Linked DNA regions of Danio rerio: regions 1 and 2 are each linked to region 3. The links are chromatin contacts, called in public HiCAR-type and Micro-C maps. All regions are on one chromosome and are shown on one strand. Each heading gives the region's core, a stretch centred on a gene start, on an enhancer-like site or on the middle of the called end of the contact. The rest is flanking DNA. Distances are from core to core; before and after follow the strand shown. Region 1 holds the start of fadd (Fas (tnfrsf6)-associated via death domain). Region 2 holds the start of fgf19 (fibroblast growth factor 19). Region 3 holds the start of zgc:153993.

Evidence for each region. A called contact is a pair of places that touch in the nucleus more often than the background predicts. HiCAR-type assays count read pairs that join an accessible place to other places.
Region 1: a contact with region 3 is called in a HiCAR-type map of caudal fin, with 6 times the contacts expected there. The contact joins the promoter of fadd here to the promoter of zgc:153993 in region 3. A contact is called at or near these places in 2 of 18 Hi-C or Micro-C datasets (caudal fin and hematopoietic stem cells) and 1 of 4 datasets of contacts at active chromatin or transcription factors (caudal fin).
Region 2: a contact with region 3 is called in a Micro-C map of caudal fin, with 6 times the contacts expected there. The contact joins the promoter of fgf19 here to the promoter of zgc:153993 in region 3. A contact is called at or near these places in 3 of 18 Hi-C or Micro-C datasets (caudal fin, hematopoietic stem cells and an unstated tissue).

The regions. Positions count from the first base shown.
Region 1 is chr7:69,273,307-69,276,647 of GRCz12tu, reverse strand. It overlaps fadd (Fas (tnfrsf6)-associated via death domain), which reads left to right and starts at 1,750. Exons shown (of 2, transcript NM_001386360.1): 1 at 1,750-2,312. The coding sequence starts at 2,006.
Region 2 is chr7:69,598,266-69,601,455 of GRCz12tu, reverse strand. It overlaps fgf19 (fibroblast growth factor 19), which reads right to left and starts at 1,919. Exons shown (of 3, transcript NM_001309359.1): 1 at 1,626-1,919; 2 at 227-330. The coding sequence starts at 1,824. It also overlaps a transcript of ano1a not described here.
Region 3 is chr7:69,429,977-69,433,130 of GRCz12tu, reverse strand. It overlaps zgc:153993, which reads right to left and starts at 1,806. Exons shown (of 6, transcript NM_001076585.1): 1 at 1,571-1,806. The coding sequence starts at 1,637. It also overlaps a transcript of ano1a not described here.

The sequences.
Region 1 (3,341 bases), core at 501-3,000, 160 kb after region 3:
TATAGCACATATTGAGGGATCTTGGATTTGAGTACTGAAGCTGTATTCTTGCTACTCAGGCTGTAAAATGTGTTTTCAAGGCCAAAATCACAAAGTGATAAAACCTGCCTAAAACAATGAAATGCATCATGCTTTTTGTTTTAAACAACAATTGCATGCTGTCACCACGCTATCCACATTTCCTCCGGAGTTTCATGTAATTTCAGGTGTTTAATTTTAAATTTGTTGACTTTAACAGCAGTTCGGCACTTTCATTTTCATTCAGAAACATTTTTTTCCCACGGCCACCCCTGTGTAAACTGGCCACCCTAATATTACTTTGCTGTTGATATTATTAATTTAAATGTACTTTAATTCACAATATTTTTAATAAATAAATAAATAAATAGCATCTACTAAATTATTGTTTATTGATTGGTGCCACTGACAGAGCTGATTCATTCATTGAATAAGTATAGTGAGAGTGTGTGTATGCAGTTATTGTGTGTTAGTTGTCTTTGTTTTATTAATTAATCCATTAATCTTCATTCCTTTTAGACGTGGCATATACTGTATGCTGTGCAATAAAAGTGTGAAAAATAACTGAAAATATATTTATATATATGAAAAGTGTTTTTAAACTAAATATTGATTTTCATTTGGCTTGCACATGTACTTGCTGAATTATTTCAAGAAATAAATTGTAATATTTCAAGAGTAATTAATTAAATGAATTACATTATGAACATTATTTCATTTACCAGAAACAAAAATATAACTACTCAAATTCATTAGTTTTTTGTGTGCCACCCAAAGATTTGGTGAGGCCTCTTCTGGCCACCTCTAAGAAAATTTTCTGGGGGCGCCACTGCCTCGCTAATAGTTTGATTAAGGTGTTTACATGTCTGAATTACACTTCAATAATGCGAGTAAAATCATACCCCACGTCTTAATCTGATTTCTGTTTAGTTCGATTATATCAAAATTATTTAAATTAATCAAATCTCTGTTTACATGGTAGCCTCTTAATCAGAGTATTGTCTTAATCATATTAAAATCGGATTATTGGTGTCTGTGTAAACTTAATGTGAGCTAGCAGAGTAAAAAAAAAAACCTTGGTAAACTTTGATTTCACACAGAGATTAATCATTACAAAAAAACATGGTTCACACAGAAAAATAAATAGAAAAAACTGTTTCAATGGTTAAGGAATGGTTTAACTGTTAATAATGTAAAAAAAAAAACTGTTTATACATTTTAACTTGGTAGGCCTAATTTTTTTTATTAATATGTAGCATGTTATAACTAATAATTTGTTATGAAATGTGTCCAATACACAAGAAAACATTCAAATAAGCTACTTTTAATGCAGGGGGGTCAAATTGAGTTCCTGAGGCAGCAGCCCTGCAGATTTGAGTTCCAACCCTGCTTCAAATAGCCTGAAGGACTCAGTTTGATCAGGTGTGTTTGATTAGGGTTAAAGCTAAACTGTGCAGAGCTGCAGCCCTCCAGGAACTGAGTTTGACACCTGTGCTTTAATGGATAATGTTGTATGGTTTGTAAGGATTTTAATAGCTAGTGCAGTTGTATCCTTATGGAAAATCAAATGTAATGGCGTCTATTGTTTTGGACCTTTATTAGTGCTTTTTAAGACTAGCTCAAAATGCAAATTGTTTATATTATGCTACTAATGTTCAAAGGTCGAACTGTTGAAGCCAATAAAGTGATTCAGAAGAACAGTTCTGAATCACGAATCGGACACTGCTTAGCAAACGAATCATTAAGCTACAACATCAAAAAAAGAAGCCATTTCTAAAACAAGTCATCTTTAAAGCGAAATACATTTTGTCGTTTTGGTGTCCAGCAGCAGATCATTCAGAGCAGAGCAGAGCAGAGCAGCAGGGTGTCTTCAGAAGCAGGAGAGAGAGAGGGAGGGGATTTTACGAGTCCTCGCTAAACTTCAGACCGAGAGTTGAAAGCGAAAGCGGAGATGAGTCGAGCGGCAGTGCCGTGTTAGCATTCAAACATGGACAAGAGAGGATTCCGAGCAATGTTGCTAGAAATTTCCGACAAGCTTACAGATGATAACGTGGCCAAATTAAAGTTTTTGTGCACTGACGTCGGCATCGGGAAGAAAAAACTTGAGAAAATCGACACCGGGATTGAACTCTTCGAGTGCTTGATCGAAAGAACTGCAATTGGGCCTGAAAACACTGAGCTTTTACGAACACTTCTTGACAAAGTCGGTCAGACAGTTCTTATTGAAAAAATAGACGATTATGACAGGCAAACGTCAAGAAGCCCGGCTGGTGGTCTGGACGCGAAAGAGCGAGGTTGGTAACGTTACACTTGTACTGTAATTCTTGAAATTCTCATGTCTGTCAGTCAGGTGTAACGTCAGTGTGGTTTCCACTTAACGAAGTTCGATATTTTACGTGTAACCTTATAAACTACTGTAATTTTGGATGAAACAATGGTTTAAAGTCAGAGTAAGGTCTAATTTAAACGACATTTCTGTGTATTCTGTTGTTTTGTGTTACTTTTTTCACTGAGGTGATGTTTACTCTGCTTCCGTCTTGTCACGAATATGTGAAATGCTTTGTGGCAAGCCGTGTCAACATTTACTCCTTTCAATGAGCAAGTTAGTAATCTGTAACCTGTTTACTAAAAATTATTGGTTATATACGCATTATCCCAACGACAGGGGTTCTATTCTTACATTGCATCACCTGAAACAAATTAACAGTTTGAAGTCTTGTAAATGGGGTCACATTTAACTCTACATAATTTTCATTAAATCCAAACCCACAAGCTACATTTTAAATAAAACCTGGGAGATTTATGTTCCTCCAAAATCCCTAAGACTTTGACAAATCCAAAGGTAGTCAAAGAAACCCATATGAGTGAAGTGGTTTAATTTAAATGGTTAATTTCAGTGCCATTTTGGTAATAAATTGTACTTTTTAAGAGTTCTGTTGTCATTTACTCTCCCACCACTTTTTCTAAAGCTATGAGTTGCGTTGAACACAAAAGAAGATATTTTGAAAAATGTTGGAAACTGGTTGACTTCCACCATATTTTCACTCATTCTACGGAGGTCAATAGTTACCTGTTTTCATCATTCACCAAAATATCTTCTTTTGTGCTCAACAGATTAAATATTGAGGTAAAGTTGGTTTTATATTTGCACATTCAGACTTTCTCCTTAATAATATAATTTCAGAAAAGTATTATTTGTAAACTCTAAATAGTGAAATCATATAAGCAGCCAATGAATATCAAAATACAACATTGTGCACAGTCAAACAAATTAGAGCTAATGTTGTTTTCAAGTCATATTTACATGTGATTTCAGACCCATA
Region 2 (3,190 bases), core at 670-3,169, 170 kb before region 3:
ATTTCAAATACATAACCTTATGTACTTGACCTCTGTCGGTTCAATCAATGGTTGCTTCCATCTGTTTTTGAAATAGTCTAGGTTTTGGCTGGGTTTTGACCTCTTAAAACAATTGATATTGGCGTATCTATTATGGGCTCTGATCATGATCGCTTGCATATCAAAAACTTTTCCTAAATTTGCATATATGCAGATTTTTTAAGTTACATCTGTTTGTCAAACCTACCGATCCGTACAGGTTTCCCAGTCTTTCCATGCAAAGAAATCGGGAGCTTGCAACTCCCTTAATGGCTACGCAGCCTGTGTCCACCGGCCATATCTCCATCAAACCTTTAGAGGAAAAAAAAAGATATTATAGAATGTAATAATGTATGAAATGATGAAAGCTAGAAACGAATTTTACACACTGTTTGGCGGCAGATTTAACGTGGATAGAGTGATCCTAATGCTCGTTTAGGTTACATGTGCAAATTCCTAAAATATTTATTTGCATTAAACTAGAAAATGCATATGCGTTTTGCAGAAGAACATCAATGACTTGTGAGGTAACGGCAAGACGTGAGTGTTTGTGTTGTAAAAATAATACGTAACAAAAAATTAATGATTCGAGTTACTTTTTCTCTGACCAAAATTTTCATTGTTTTTGATAAATTTGTTCAAGTCAAAATGTCTGTAACTATGGATAAAAATCAATTAAAACAATGTTTGGGAACATCTTATGCTTCATAAATATGATAAATCTTTAGGCATATATAAGCACACCTCTCACAAATCTCTCATTTAAATTAAGATTTTCTATAGGATGCTTTATCGTATTATCTTTGTGCATATACATAAGTTTAGTCAGTACTGAAGCCAAATCTAGAGCTAATCTAAAAAAACAAAAAAAAAAACAAAAAAAACTTATGATACCGGCCCAAAAATTAGTAGCCCAAATGTAGGCTATATGTTAGGGAAAAATATTTTACCTTTTTTTTTATCAAAGCTTTTTTTGAAATTTACGTAGTATTTTCAGGGATATGTTTTAAATGTATTATTATTCTATTTTTGAAGACGTTCGGTGACTAAAATATTATTATAATACATATATCCGTTTAATAAATCTGTTTTGTTCAAATGCACCCAAATATATGACCTATATTCACTGAGAAATGGATAAAAATATTCGTTTTCAAAATGGGGTGTGCTCATTTGCTGAGCATTGCATTCAACAAAAAGTACATAAGTTTGACTCAATTACGCTCTATAATGATATCTATTCCACGCGTGTTATAGGTCACTAACAATTTACCGACAATTTAGCCTAATGTAAATGCAATAATCTATATATGTACATGGGAAAACACGTTTTATAAACAATATTTTTAAGACGTTCAGGCTACACCCACGTGTTTTTTTGTATTATTATTATTGTTATTTTTTTTTTATTGACGGTTGCACCACTTGACATTTTTACGCATTTTTGTAAAGACAACATGAATAAACTTTTAAGAAATCGACTACTATAAAATTGTGCTTTAAAAAATAGTTCAAGTCTTTTTCATCTTGGACATCCTTCCTGCCTGGCTCATATACTTAAAGTGCTGAGTTAACTATGACAGTGATTTTGAGCTGCGGTCACTTACTGTCCGAGCTTTGCATGTGTGATCCACTGATTTCTCCGTCTGTGTTTATTTGCAGATGTAAGCCATGTCTGGCTGCGTACAGATGTCGTAGCCGGACGGCTTCACTCCAGTCATTTGCCAAATGTGGACCAGAGTCGGGCAACGGGAGGCTCTCCACGCCGATACTTCCACAAACAGTGACAAAGAGTAAGAGGAGCATTATTAAGTATTATCTGCAGTAATTAAAGACCGTCTTGTTCTGATAGGAAGCATGCACACACACTATCTCCTGTGTATTGCTCTGTTTTGGCGCAAAGCTCTGCGACTGGCCTTTAAATTGTCCTCTTATCAGATCAATCGATAAGCTTTTTTCCCCCCTTTGGCAGTTCTGAGAAGAAAGTTACACACCCCGCTGGACATCCAACAGACGGCCAAGACGCAATAAATTAGACAATTTTAGTCTATAAATGCTTCATTATGATGCATCTGTCATGCATCTCACAAAATAACCAATGTTTAAACTTGTGCCTTACATGCATGCATGCATTAAACTTTTCTTATACTGCGTCTGATAAAAAAATGCATTAATTAGCGTATTTCTTCTCTATATTCATAAGGATGTTAAGAACTTTAGTTAAAACTCGTTGTTTGTCCATATTTAAATGTTAATTTAAAAATCTACAAAAACATTTATAACAAACATTTTCTAAAGATACGGGGATTTCAATTTAAATGAAAAGTACCGAAATACGTAAAAACAATTGCTAATAAAATAAGTTATGACGAACTCGTATTAAATATGTTTTTTATTATAAAGTCATATCAAGTTATTAGCCTTTTCTTTTTTTCTATTTTTTTCTATAATTTTCTTATTTTTGTTTTATGTTTAATTTGATTTATTAACTTTTTTCTTTTGCAATCACCGGACAGTTGCATAACCTACATACAATTAAATCCCACAAAATCTTGCTAAAACTACAAATTTTATTGAATCTATATTTATCTACATTTTCATAAATAAAAAAATGAAAATAATTTGTGAACAAAATTAGTGCCGCCTTTTGTAAGCCGCAAGTTTAAACTTTAAGCTTTTGACACTTTTTACGCACATACGTATATAGATTTAAACTTGTTTGGTTTTTAACGTATTGTGCCTGTTATGTGAATTGCTGAACTCGCAGGATTTTCTGAGAAGTTAAAGAATAATTTAGAGTAAATATTTCCATTCATGAAAATGCTGCCTGTAGGGTTCAATTCATAGTAATGATCGCTGGATGGCGCTGTGAATTCGTTGCACTGTAGAATTTATTTATTGTTTTACTGGGACTTTTGGATTGATTCATTCATAACAAAGAAGAGGGGGGAACTACATGCAAAAGAAACTTTAAAATAAACATTAACGGCCACTTTCATTTATTCATAAATGTCAAGAGGTGCACTTACGTACATTGTAAAACCCAAAGTTATTGTAATTCAAACCATTTGAGGAAACCGATTGCAACAAACCATTTAAGTTCAAACACTAATCCTAATGAGTAATGTAGTCCATTTGAGTAAATGAAGCTATTTGAACGAAGTAAAACCCA
Region 3 (3,154 bases), core at 557-3,056:
GCGTACATTGCCAAATTTCCCACAGCTATTTTCATCAGTGTTGCCAACTTAGCTATTTTGTTGCTAGATTTAGCAACTTTTCATACTACCCTAGCAATGTTTTTTTTAAACAGCACATAGCAACAAATTTAGCCATTTTTAACATTCATTTGGCTACTTTTAGCGATTTTTAAAAAATGACTCAAAAAATGAGCTTAAATTGTTTTTCATAAGTGTTAATTTCCTGATATCTGTTAACATGTATGATTGTGGGTAATTTAGCAAGCAATAATTTCCAATAGTGCTATAATTGTTGTCACTTTCACAAATGTGTTAATTTCACAAGTTAAAAATAAGTACACAAGCTGTGATTGTTTAAAAGAATGTAACTGTTCATTATCAGTGTTATATTTAAAAATAATTAAAATAAAAAAAATTTGTATTACTTTTATTTATATATAACTATATATTTCATACAAATCTAAAGGGACATATTTCCAATAATGTTTTTGCTGAGATGGCCAGTCAGTTTGAGAAAACTTTTCTTGTATATTACATAAAGAGGTAGTTTTAAGTTGCGATTACGCAACCGTCATCACGCAAAATAATGTGTTAATAGGAACCTATTTATTGTGCATCTAGATGTAAAGCTTTAATATAATATAATACACACCGCCTCAGAGAGTAGAGACATGATGGTCTTACGCTTGACAGATACTACGTAATGACGTTTTTTTTTTTTTTTTTTCGAATTTTGCATATTAATTTTTTTCTTTTTTTTAATTAAAGAATGCAAATATACAACCACAATCAGGAGATCGATATAAGAGACATACAAAGGAGAAAAATACAAATTACATTAGTTGCAGAAAAAGAAAAAAAAGAGATTAACAAAACAAAGGAAGGGGTGAATAAATTACAATTGTATAAAAGTGTATGAAATTAAATTAAGAGCATTGGGAAAGCGTTCTACCTTAAATCAAGGCAACAGTTCTTCATATAGAACCAGGAATCTGACACATTTTTTTTGTTTTTACATATATGGAAAGATTTCAGCAGTGAGTCAACTTCAATCAGAAAATGTAAAAAAGTAGGGACTGAACACTGAAGCCATGCATTTTTGTTTATGTATTAATAAACTATATAAAAAAGATAAATTCTTTAGATTTATGTGAAGATTCTGAGTAATACTACGTAATGACGTCACTAATATGCAAGTTAGTGTGTGACGTCATCTGGTAACATTTAGCTACTTTTTGGGCAGGCTTGAGCTACTTTTCAATGGAAATAGTTGGCAACACTGATTTTCATTACAAAAAGCATACGCCCATGATACGTCAGAGTCAAATAGGCTATGACAACACAATCATATAACAAAAGACAAGAAGAGGATTAACACACACTTAATAACGAGACACTTCTAACATAAACTCATATATAGCTGTAAATAGCCATATAGGCCTACTATCAAAAGTATGTCGCTCATTCTAGCATTCAAAGGCCCGGCGAAGTGAGGAAGTCTTGGACACCGTGGTGGACTTCACGTCACGTCAGAGAGAGCCCGCGCAATGTAGCTCGAACTTAAACTTACCTTCACCACCTGTAGCTCCCTTTAACTCATTTTCGTCTGTCGTCTCTCCATTCTTCCCATCTGCCATGGTTTAATTCAGTGCTAATACCGGTATGATAGCTTGCTAACTAAGTTAGCCAGAGCAGCCTAACTATCTCTGAATCTGCTAAATCCACAGTTTCCAACGCAATACAACATAATATAGTCACGTTATTGACTCTTGTAGTTATAGCTCCTTTACAGAAGCACCGTTAGACCGATACAACTCTTACACTGAAGTACCCAGTCGTGGAGAAGTTTTAGGAGCAATCCATAGGAACGTACGCGTCCGGGGAAATAACGCGGAAATGGAGATGACTGACGGCCGCTGTGCGCAGAATCGTGCCAAAAATGCCTCACAGCACCAGCATGAGTCCGTTATTTCAGACACCAAACACACGTTTAATCATGGGTCCTTCTTCATTTTATAAAATTTATTTTAGTGCTTAGTAAATACGAAGCAGCAAGATGTAAAACAACAACTAGACAAACACGCACTCATGCATAATAGACGAAATGTGCTTAAATATGCATGGGAATGTCACGTACTGTAAATAAGAAAGAGAGGTTATTTAATACTATCAATGATAATACTAAAATAATGCTAGTTTCACAAACACGAAGTGTGTAATTATTTATTTATTAATAGTTTTCGTTCATTTGAATTCTTTGGAATGCTATTTATTTTATATTGTTTCCCTTCATTCATGTACTGGACAGGGGATATATTTGCAGTAATACTTCTTAATATTCATATATAATTTCATAGCGTCCTCAAGTAAGATGATTTTATGCATTAATCTCATTATGTAACGTACAAAATTCACCACAAGATGTCACTATCAGACAGCAACACAATTCTGCTGGCGAACAACGACAAGTGGTACTCACTGCTGCACTGCTGAGTCACATGGGCAGAGCTGAGCTCCATATATATATATATATATATATATATATATATATATATATATATATATATATATATATATATATATATATATATATATATATATATATATATATATATAAAGTTTTATAAAAAAAAAATCATGATTTTTTATTATTATTCTGTTCACCAAGGTGGCATTTACTAAATGTAAAAAATTGTTAAATATTCATTTACAAAATAATATCGGCTTACTTATTGTATGTTGTTTCATATGAAATGATTACTCCAGTCATTATTGCTTTTATTACTATTACCATTATTATTATTATTATTATTATTATTATTATTATTAATAATAAATATAATAATATTAGAGTGATTTCTGAATGATCATACGTCTGAAGAATGGAGTAATGACGCTGAATATTCATCTTTAAAATCACTGGAATAAATGATTAAATTAAATGATAAACTACTCATAAACAGTTATTTTATAGTGCAATAGCACAATCTTACTATTTGTACTGTATTTTTGATTAAATTAATGCAGCTTTATTGAGCAGGATAAGCTTATCTTTAAACATTTAAAAATCCTACTGAGCCCAGATCTTTGAACGGTATTGTATATATTATTAGTTCAATGCCACAAGAACAAGATGTATTACATATTTAAATAG